2 separate regions of the Sus scrofa genome follow, and region 1 is linked to region 2. The links are chromatin contacts, called in public HiChIP or PLAC-seq maps. All regions are on one chromosome and are shown on one strand. Each heading gives the region's core, a stretch centred on a gene start, on an enhancer-like site or on the middle of the called end of the contact. The rest is flanking DNA. Distances are from core to core; before and after follow the strand shown. Region 1 holds the start of IRF2BP2 (interferon regulatory factor 2-binding protein 2). Region 2 holds the start of TOMM20 (mitochondrial import receptor subunit TOM20 homolog).

The links. HiChIP or PLAC-seq counts read pairs in DNA pulled down with a chosen protein or histone mark.
Region 1: an H3K27ac HiChIP or PLAC-seq map of alveolar macrophages shows a contact between it and region 2. The contact joins the promoter of IRF2BP2 here to the promoter of TOMM20 in region 2. A contact is called at or near these places in 2 of 5 promoter capture datasets (fetal liver and liver), 2 of 47 Hi-C or Micro-C datasets (embryonic fibroblasts and epiblast stem cells) and 2 of 2 datasets of contacts at active chromatin or transcription factors (alveolar macrophages and skeletal muscle).

The regions. Positions count from the first base shown.
Region 1 is chr14:56,543,355-56,548,632 of Sscrofa11.1, forward strand. It overlaps IRF2BP2 (interferon regulatory factor 2-binding protein 2), which reads left to right and starts at 2,438. Exons shown (of 2, transcript XM_021074288.1): 1 at 2,438-3,532; 2 at 4,170-5,278. The coding sequence starts at 2,530. The coding sequence ends at 4,885. It overlaps LOC110256820, which reads right to left and starts at 2,531. Exons shown (of 2, transcript XM_021073692.1): 1 at 2,126-2,531; 2 at 1,658-2,064. The coding sequence starts at 2,531. The coding sequence ends at 1,658.
Region 2 is chr14:56,110,418-56,115,240 of Sscrofa11.1, forward strand. TOMM20 (mitochondrial import receptor subunit TOM20 homolog) reads left to right here and starts at 2,670. Exons shown (of 5, transcript XM_001926935.6): 1 at 2,670-2,974. The coding sequence starts at 2,854.

The DNA.
Region 1 (5,278 bases), core at 1,188-3,687, 430 kb after region 2:
GGCACAGGGTCTCCCAGGAGAGTGGCAGGTCTTGAAAGAGGTGTGGGACACCAGGGACCAGGAATGACCCAATCCGCTGGCACCAGCTGCTTGGGAGAAAAAAAATCAGGGTCCTATTTTTCCAAGCAGGAGAGGGTGAGGCAGGACTATAATTGCAGGGCAAGATCCGGGAACAGATGGGGAGACCTTTATGGCAGGCGCACCCTCTCTGGAAATCCCCAAGAGAAGACATTCAGGGTTCGCCTATAAAAACATTTAAGTCTGGCATTACGTTTTCTGTGCCATTTTCAGACAGGTTTTTTCTTGTGCTTTAAGCAGCTCCCTCCACTGTTTCTCTAAGGGTGTTTTTCCTCTTCCTTGTGGTTAATCCTTTGAAGCAACCTGGCATTTTCAATAGCAACAACTAGAAAAGAAACGTCAGCAGGATTTTTCTTCTCTCTCCACCTACCAATCCAGTTGTAGGGAAGATAATATAATTAGTACCCTGTTCTTCCCACACTTAACCAGCTCATTCCAGTATCAGGGAGAGATGTGGGCCTGTTTTCCAACAAAGGAAGCTCCCAAGGCCGCCCTTACAGACTTGAAGTGTAAAAGTCCCAACTGCGAGTGACTAAGCCAGCGTCTATTAGTCAGTTAAGACTAACGACCAGCCAAAAGTAATTTACCATAACACACGCCAGCTCCTCCTCCCGATAAAAGTGTGAAACTCAAGTGCTCATTTCAGTCTGGGCAGAGTCTGTGGCGGCCTACAGTGGCAGAGCGCGGCCAGGCTCTGCGGCCACATCTCGCCTTCGCGCCAGGCGGGTTCGCACCCACCGGGGTTAAGCCCAACCCGGGCCTTGCCAGGGGCGCAAGGCTGCCACTGCCCCACCGCGGCGCCGGGGACGCCAGAGCAGCCAGCGGGGTAGCCGGTCGCTCGCCCCCACGGCGGGCGCGGGCCAAGCCCCGCTGCCGCTCGTGCCCGCGCCGCGCGCCACCTGGAGTCCAAGTTTGGCTCCGAGAGGCGGGGTCTGGAGCAGAGTCGCGGCGGGGGCGGAGCCTGCGCGGTGACGCGGCCGCGTTGGCCGCTGACCCCGGATCCCTGGAATGTGCATTCGTTCAATGGGGCCGCCAGTGCCAGCGGCGCCGAGTCACGTCCGCGCGGAGCGTGCGCACTCGGTGGCGGCGCACGCGGCCCCGCGCCCACGTCACGCGCCCGCCGCGCGGGCCTGCAGCAGGCGACCGGGATCCCCGCGTGGCCCGGCGGGCTGCGGACTGGGGAAGAGGGGGATCGGAACCTCCTCGGGCAGCGTACCCGCTCGCTCCCGGAAGGGCTCCGTAGAAGGGCGGGTGGACGCGGCCCTAGGCTTGGGCGCGCACCCTCCTGTTGTAAAAGTTTAGGGGACCGGCGGCGCGTGTGTCCTTCCCAAGACATGCGGGTGTAAAAGCACTCACCGAGGAGTTCAAATAAAGCTCCTTACAAAACTGTGAACAGCACTTGACTGAAAATCCCCATCCTCAAGATGCTACTAACAGAACCAGGTTACAGAGTGGCCTGGCTTTTCAAAACATGAGTTCTAGCACGGTTTGGCTCAAACAGCCCTAGACGAGAAGGAACTGCCTGAGCAGTCGAGGGAGCCGAGCGGGTGGAGGAAAGCAAGCCACACCAGCGACGGCTTCACGTCGGGGACACGAGCCGCGGCGCAGGCGGGTGGTGCTGACCCGCGGGCGGGCGCCGCGGAGCCGGCTCTCCCGGCAGCGCTCGTTCTCTGGCGGGGGGAGGGGGAGGGAGCGGGGGAGGGCGGGCGCGCGCGCGCGAGGGGAGGGGGCCCGCGCAGGCGCCTTGCGAGGCTGTCGAAGAATCAAGTCTGTAGAAGTGGAGCGGCCGCGGCGGCAGCAGCAGCAGCGACGGCGGCGGCGGAGCTGAGGCGGGCTGGGCGCTGAGGCGGGCGCTGGAGAGCGGCGACGCCAGGAGCTGTGAGAGAGCAGCGGAGCGACCCGGGCCCGTGCCGCGCCCGAGCTCCACGCCGCACGGCCGCCGCCGCCGCCGCCCCGGCGCGGCATGCCCCGCCGCTCGGGCTGAGCCTGCCCCGGCGGCCGCCCCCCGCCCCCCGCCCCCCCGGCCTCCCCGCCCCCCGCCCCGCACTCCGCGCCGGCCGCCGCCGCGACCTGCTGCGCTCCCCCGCGCCCGCGCGGCCCGTCTTCGCCCCGGTCTGGAGGCCCGCCGCGGCCCCGGCCGAGCCCCCGCCGCCGCCGCCGCCGCCGCGCCCGCCGCGCCGCGCCGCCCCGCCGCCCACCCGCGCCCGCGCCGGCCGGGGGGACGTGCTGCCGCGGCTGCAACCCCTCGCCCCGCGCCCGCCGCCCCTCGTGCACCGGGGGCGCTGCGCGGGCGCCGATCCTTCGCGGGCTTTGCCGCCGCCGCCGCCTTTGCGGCCGCCGCCGCCGCTGGTGGGGGAGACGCGGGGTTGGGGGGGGAGGAGGGCGCGCGTGGTGCCGGCGGGGAGCGGCGGCGCCCCCTCCTCCTCCTCCGGCGCCGCGGGCTCCTCGGACATGGCCGCGGCGGTGGCGGTGGCGGCCGCGTCCCGGCGGCAGTCGTGCTACCTGTGTGACCTGCCCCGCATGCCCTGGGCCATGATCTGGGACTTCACGGAGCCCGTGTGCCGCGGCTGCGTCAACTACGAGGGCGCCGACCGCGTCGAGTTCGTCATCGAGACGGCGCGGCAGCTCAAGCGGGCGCACGGCTGCTTCCCGGAGGGCCGCTCCCCGCCCGGCGCCGCGGCTCCGGCCGCCGCTAAGCCGCCGCCGCTCTCCGCCAAGGACCTTCTCCTGCAGCAGCAGCAGCAGCTCGGCCACGGCGGCCCCGAGGCCACCGCGCGCGCCCCGCAGGCCCTGGAGCGCTACCCTCTGGCAGCCGCCGCAGCCGAGCGGCCCCCGCGCCTCGGCTCCGATTTCAGCGGTAGCCGCCCGGCGGCCGGTCTGGCCCAGCCGCCAACGCCGCAGCCGCCGCCCGTGAACGGCATCCTGGTGCCCAACGGCTTCTCCAAGCTGGAGGAGCCGCCGGAGCTGAACCGCCAGAGCCCTAACCCGCGGCGCGGCCACGCCGTGCCTCCCACCCTGGTGCCGCTCATGAACGGCTCGACCACGCCGCTGCCCGCCGCTCTTGGCCTGGGCGGTCGCGCCGCCGCCTCACTGGCCGCCGTGTCCGGGGCCGCGGCTGCCGGGCTGGGCTCGGCGCAGCCGGCCGAACTGGGCGCCCACAAGCGGCCGGCGTCCGTGACGAGCAGCGCGTCGGCGGAGCACGAGCAGCGCGAGGCGGCAGCCAAGGAGAAGCAGCCGCCGCCGACCTCGCACCGCGGCCCGGCAGACAGCTTGACCACCGCGGCCGGGGCGGCCGAGCTGGGCACGGAGGGCGCGGGCAAGGGCCGCGGGCCCGGCGATCAGGACTGGGTCAACAGGCCCAAGACGGTTCGAGACACGCTGCTGGCGCTGCACCAGCACGGCCACTCGGGGCCCTTCGAGAGCAAGTTTAAGAAGGAGCCGGCCCTGACTGCAGGCAGGTTGTTGGGTTTCGAGGCCAACGGGGCCAACGGGTCTAAAGCAGGTAGGGGCGGCTGTGGAGTGAGGTGATCTCGGGGCGAAGAGGGGACGGAGAGCAGAGGAGGGGGTGCCCTTCCCATTCACCATTTCTCCCCCGGCCGGCCCAGAAACAACAAACACCCAACTTCCTGATTTGCCCGAGGCGGAACCAGTGCTTAGTGGCAACGTGTTCCTGTGCTGAAGTAGCACAACAGAGATGAGTCAGACCGGGCTGATAGGCACTGACACCGGGTTTTCCTTTCCCAGCACATTCTTGGAGGAGAGCAGGAGAGCACCAGTCACCTTTTAACCTGCTGGGGGACGTTAGCAGTCGTATGCCCGGTTTAGCCGGGCTACATGCTTGCGTGTGTCAGAATAGGCCGTTGTGTAGGAATCGTTTTCTGTGGCTTTTGTGTTTTTGAGTGGCATACTGCCTCAGCCCTGTAAGTTAAGTGTTTTAAGTTACACGTGCTCTTGAAAGCTCACGTGAGTTTTTATCTACCAGCTTTCAGAGAATAAAAATGCTTTAGCGAATTTTGTTTCATGTTAGTAAAAGGCCTTTCCGGTGCACCTTTATTTATTTTCTCTTTTCCCTTTTATTTCTCTTTTTCCAGTTGCAAGAACTGCAAGGAAAAGGAAGCCTTCACCAGAACCAGAAGGTGAAGTCGGGCCCCCTAAGATCAATGGAGAGGCACAGCCCTGGCTGTCCACATCCACTGAAGGGCTCAAGATCCCCATTACGCCTACATCCTCTTTTGTGTCTCCACCACCACCCACTGCCTCACCTCATTCCAACCGGACCACACCGCCTGAAGCGGCCCAGAACGGCCAGTCCCCCATGGCAGCCCTGATCTTAGTTGCAGACAATGCTGGAGGCAGTCATGCCTCTAAAGATGCCAATCAGGTGCACTCCACCACGAGGAGGAACAGCAGCAGTCCACCGTCTCCGTCCTCTATGAACCAAAGAAGGCTGGGCCCCAGAGAGGTAGGGGGCCAGGGGGCAGGCAGCACAGGAGGACTGGAGCCAGTGCACCCCGCCAGCCTCCCGGACTCCTCTCTGGCAGCCAGTGCCCCGCTGTGCTGCACCCTCTGCCACGAGCGGCTGGAGGACACCCACTTTGTGCAGTGCCCGTCCGTTCCTTCGCACAAGTTCTGCTTCCCTTGCTCCAGACAAAGCATCAAACAGCAGGGAGCTAGTGGAGAGGTCTATTGTCCCAGTGGGGAAAAATGCCCTCTTGTGGGCTCCAATGTCCCCTGGGCCTTCATGCAAGGGGAAATTGCAACCATCCTTGCTGGAGATGTGAAAGTGAAAAAAGAGAGAGACTCTTGACTTTCCGGTTTGAGAAAAACCCAATGATTACCCTTAACTAAAACTGCTTGAATTGTATATATCTCCATATATATAAATATATATATATATATACACACATATATATATATATATCCAAGACAAGGGAAATGTAGACTTCATAAACATGGCTGTATAATTTTGATTTTTTTTGAATACATTGTGTTTCTATTTTTTTTTTGACGACAAAAGGTATGTACTTATAAAGGCATTTTCTTCTTTTGTTAACGTTATTAGCATATCTTTGTGCTTTATCCTGGTTACCTTTCAATGTAGGCTGTGACTTGCGCTGCTTTTTTAGGGCACTTGGCAAATCAGAACTGCTTCTAGCTGTATTTGTATGCACTTATTTTAAAAAGAAAAAAAAAAGCCAAA
Region 2 (4,823 bases), core at 1,420-3,919:
CAGTGGGTTACTACTGATTATTTTGAAAATCCTGTCTTTTGGGCATAGCACAAGGAAAACCTAATGGGTTTTTTAAATGTTGCTCTGCAGAAAGTACTGCATTGTCCTTTATCCAAGGACTGGATATTTTATGCTTAGTATCCTCTAAGGTGCTTAGAACCTTGTTTTTCATTATAGGATTCAGTAAATATTTAACACTTGATAGTTCTTGAATATTTTTGCATGTATTTCCAGTTAAATTTACATAAGGATGCCTTACTATAGATTACCTCTATAAACATGGACTATAATTTTACCGTATATTTATAGTGCATATTATATTTTATTGTGTATGCTTTATAACACATAAAATTTATGTAATTTTAAAGTCCTTAACATAGGGTTTTGGTGTTTAGGTTTTCACGTAAAGAGCCCTGGACTGGGGTGTTAGGATATCTGATTGTTGACCCAGCTGTGTGGCTGTGCATGCATGATTTTGGACAAGACTCTCTGTCTCTTTATCTAAATATCTTGCTTGGTTAAATAAGGGCCTTGGACTAGATAAGTAGTTTCACACTTTTTTGATGATAATCTGCAACAGTTTTAATTTTACACTGGGACCAGTGCAGACATGGGTGTATTTAACTGACACACAAGTTTCCCACGTCAGTACTGGTCCTTACTACACGTGTTGCTGGCTGATACTTTTTATTCTATTTTAAAACTCTGGTGATGAACCACTAATTTCATTCCTCAGCCCACAAATTCCACTCACAAACAACATGCCTCAGGGATTTCCGAGCTGTTTTTCTTTCAGGAATCTATAGGTATTTCACAAGTGTAAAAAAAAATTATTAAAAAATGCAGAATGGCTGAGATTCAAAGGTACAGGTGTTGCTCTAACTGTGCCTTGTAGAAACATGTTTTCTGGTCTGTTGTGTCTCATCACAGTGACCTCAGCATTTACGTGGCATTTCTTCTGCACAACACAGGAATAGAGATAAGTAGCATGTTGTTTATTCAGACAAATAATCTAATAGCTTCATGGTCTACTCAAATTTCTAGGAGTTGAGTTCTAAGCCTCATGGCATCTGTGTGACCTTGCAGGTCTTCTGTTCCAACACAGCAGAGGCTCAGGACATACCTTCCTGAGCTTCACTTTTTAGGGTAGGAAGAATCAACATGTGTGTGCAGGACATAAGGAAAAGCTTTTTGTGCTGTTGTTTGAAACCTTCTCAATCATTTTCTCACGACGCATATGCACCTTCACATCTCATCCCAGTCCAAGCAATGCTCATGAATCTTTGATCTAATTTTCTGTTTCCATGGGATCTCAGGTTCCATACCACTCAGGCAGAAGGGCTTTCCCAGGCTCTTGGACTAGGTTAGGACCTGAAGCTAAATGTTTCCATAAGTACCCTTGCAATAACTTCTGATACCAGCCACCTGAGTCGAGCCAAACTTATTAGGTTAAGGGGACAGTCCCCTACAAGACTATGCTCATACGCCAACACTAACTTGGGGAGGGAGGAGGGTGTTGTCTTCAGGTCACTCTTCTGACCAGTTGCTACTAATTTGGAGGTTTCTACCAGCCCCTCAGTTTCAATAATTCACTGTAAGGAGTCACAGAACTCAAGAACATACTATTCTTGGAGCTTCCAATGTGGCTCAACAGGATCAGTGGCATCTTGGGAGTACTGAGACACAGGTTGGAGCCACCGCCTGGCACAGTGGGTTAAGGGTCCCATATTGCTGCAGCTACAGCTACAACTACAACTACAGCTGGGATCTGATTCCTGGACTGGGAACAGTATATGCCGCGGAGCGGCCAAAAAAACAACAAAAACATTCTATTCTTATCATTACACTTTAATGACAGCAAAAGTATACGAATCAAACCGGACAAATGGGAAGATGAGACATGGGAAAAGGTCTGGGAGGATCCCACGTGCAAAGCTTCTATTCCCTCCCCATCGAGACAGAACACCTCACCTCCTGGCATATGGCACACTGATGCGTAACTTGCACAGAGCATTGCCAAACTGGGAAGCTCACGTGCATGAAGTTGAACCCAATCTCCAGCTTCCTTCCCCTCTTCTCCCCTTAGGTAGGGCTGATATCACTTGGATCAAAGTCCTCTAGCCAAATAGTTGATCTGTCTGATCTGGCCAGCTCCCATTACGAACCATCTCCTCAGCATAAATGGTCAGGACCCACTATGAGTAACAAACATTCCTACCACTCCAAGGGTGTCTTTTGAAACTTAAAACACAGATACACAGTGTTTTCAGTGGCTATGACAACTATACGTTTTCTTTTTCCTTCAAACTCTTTTTCCCCGTAACATTTTTTCCAGGAATTGCTCCGTTTAGTTTTCTTTCACTCTTGAGACTGTAACATTCTTGTTAAATCGAATCACTTACGGTGCTTGGCGCACAACGGATTGTGACTGAACTTGAAAAGCAAATTCAGTTAAATTCAAGAAAGAATGTGATAGCCTATAAAAAGTCTCTGTAGTGTGCGCACGACGGCCACGTGCCAACACCCTTACATCATGCTCAGGCGGCTGTTAAGGAAAAGCATGGTCTCCAGCAAAATCCCAACACCTACGCGAACAGCGGTGGTAGCTGTTTCGGCCATTGTGCTCAAACCTCTGCGCAAGCGCAGAGGCGGCGCGGGCGCCTCGGCTCAGGCACTGCCTTGGACAGACCCGAGGGTCTCGGCGACAGGGGCCGGAAGTGACATAAGCCCCGCCTTTCCGCGTCCCTTGCGGCGGGCGTCAGGCCCGGTCAGCGGAGTCTGCTCTAAGGTTTTGCGGCCAACGGGTACTTCGCAGTTCTCCCGCCGCAGCCGCCGCTGCTCCGTGGGGAGAAGATGGTGGGCCGGAACAGCGCCATTGCCGCCGGCGTGTGCGGGGCCCTTTTCATCGGGTACTGCATTTACTTCGACCGCAAGAGACGAAGTGACCCCAACTTCAAGAACAGGCTGCGAGAACGTGAGTGGCTGCCCTGTCCCCGGGGCCTGCGGCCTCCCTCCGCCTCCCTTGGACCCTGGCGTGGCCCAACCCTCCTGCACCCTCGCCGGGCCGCCTGGGCGCGTCGGGTCGCCGCGTGCTGGGCAGCCGCGTGGTGCGGCCCGGCCTAGGACCGCGGGCAAACGAGCCAGAAGGTGATGGCGCTGTCTGCGTCCTCCCAGGGCTGCCCCCGGCTCCTCGCTGTACGATTCCCTCCATTTTGGAGGGACGATTTTTCCCATTTCGTTTTCCCCACTTTCTCTGTGTAAGTGCAAACGCGATTGTATAATATAGCGTGGAGGTTGGGGCTCGTTTTGCCATTTATTTTTATAAACCTTTATTTCTCCCTCGAAAGTATTTTTTTGCATTTTGCGAATTCGTGGCTTGAGACGAAATCCGCATAGCCAGAACAGTATTGTTCTCAACGATAAGATTGCATTCTTAAACCCTCTTGGTAGCTTCGCTCTAAAGGCTTCCAAGATATGAGTGAATGCTACAGAAATTGCAGGGGAGTCCAAAGGCCTGCGCTTCTCACGTGGCTCAGTCCTATTTCATACCTGCGACATGTTTTAAGAGGTTTGCTGGATGGAAACCTTGTCACCAAAACCTTTATGGTCTTTAACTTCTGGGGTATACTCGTTTGCAACAATAGAAGAGCACATTTGTTGCAATAAGAAATACTTTGTTCGTTTTTGTTGTTGCCTTTTAGCGCCGTACTGGTAGCATATGGAAGCTCCCAGGCTAAGCGTTGAATTGGAGCTACGGCTGCCATCCTACGCCTCGGCAACGTGGGATCCGAGCCGCGTCTGCGACCTACACCGCAGCTAAGGGCAACTCCGGGTCCTTAACCCACTGAGCGAGGCCAGGAATCGAACCCCATCCTCATGAATATTAGTCGGATTCGTTTCTGCTGCGCCACAATGGCAACTCCCAAGAAATACATTTTTAACTAGGTTGCTCATTCAAAATATTTTCTGAAATTATGATTAAGTTATTGAAGCCCAGAAAGTGTAAAGATGTGATTATCCTATTTAAGTGATAGCAATTAAGCTATAGTAAGTCATTTCACGAATTATAGAGTGTCACGTGGCTAGTGACTACCGTACTGGAAAGTACTGATCTTACACCATTTACAATGTATCTGATTTTAGCTCCCTTTGTGTCTCAGGAAGAAAGCGGCATAGAGGTATGGCTAGGTAGACTAATGGAAATAATGCTGTTGTGGATTCAGACACTGAGTTTCCAGGCCCAGGTTAGTCACAAATTAGCAGTGTGATCTTGGGCTGAGTCTTAATTTTCTTAGTTTGCAAAGTCAGGTAATGTCTCCAGTTGGTTTTGTGAAGATTAAGATGTTTTAGGTTCCCACCACCATTCCTGACGTAAGAGAGGCCCTATAAATGCTGGCTGTATGTGTACTTATTAGAACTTAGATCGTTTTCCTGTACCTTCAAGGATTAGGTGGGGGTGGCTTGGATGTAGAGCTCTTTGAAGAATGGAAACACTGCAATCCTGCTGTTGACAATTTTGAGAAAACTGATTTTTGATTGAAGAAATCATTTCTAAAATTGAGAAATCTTATTTTCAGGGATTATGTTCTATCGTCTTCAACCCATCAGTTTTTCTTCTAGGTTTGACAGTAGCCTAATGATTTAAGTGGTCAGGCTTGAATTAGTAGCTGAGTAACCTTGGGCAACCGGCTCCAAGCTTTAATTGTAGTTTAGTACTGTACCTGGTACATGGTAATTGATGAATGCTAAAGGTTGTTTATGAATATAATTTTTTTTTATATTTCCTTTAGCAAATAAAACACGAGTATTTTGCAATCTGCTTA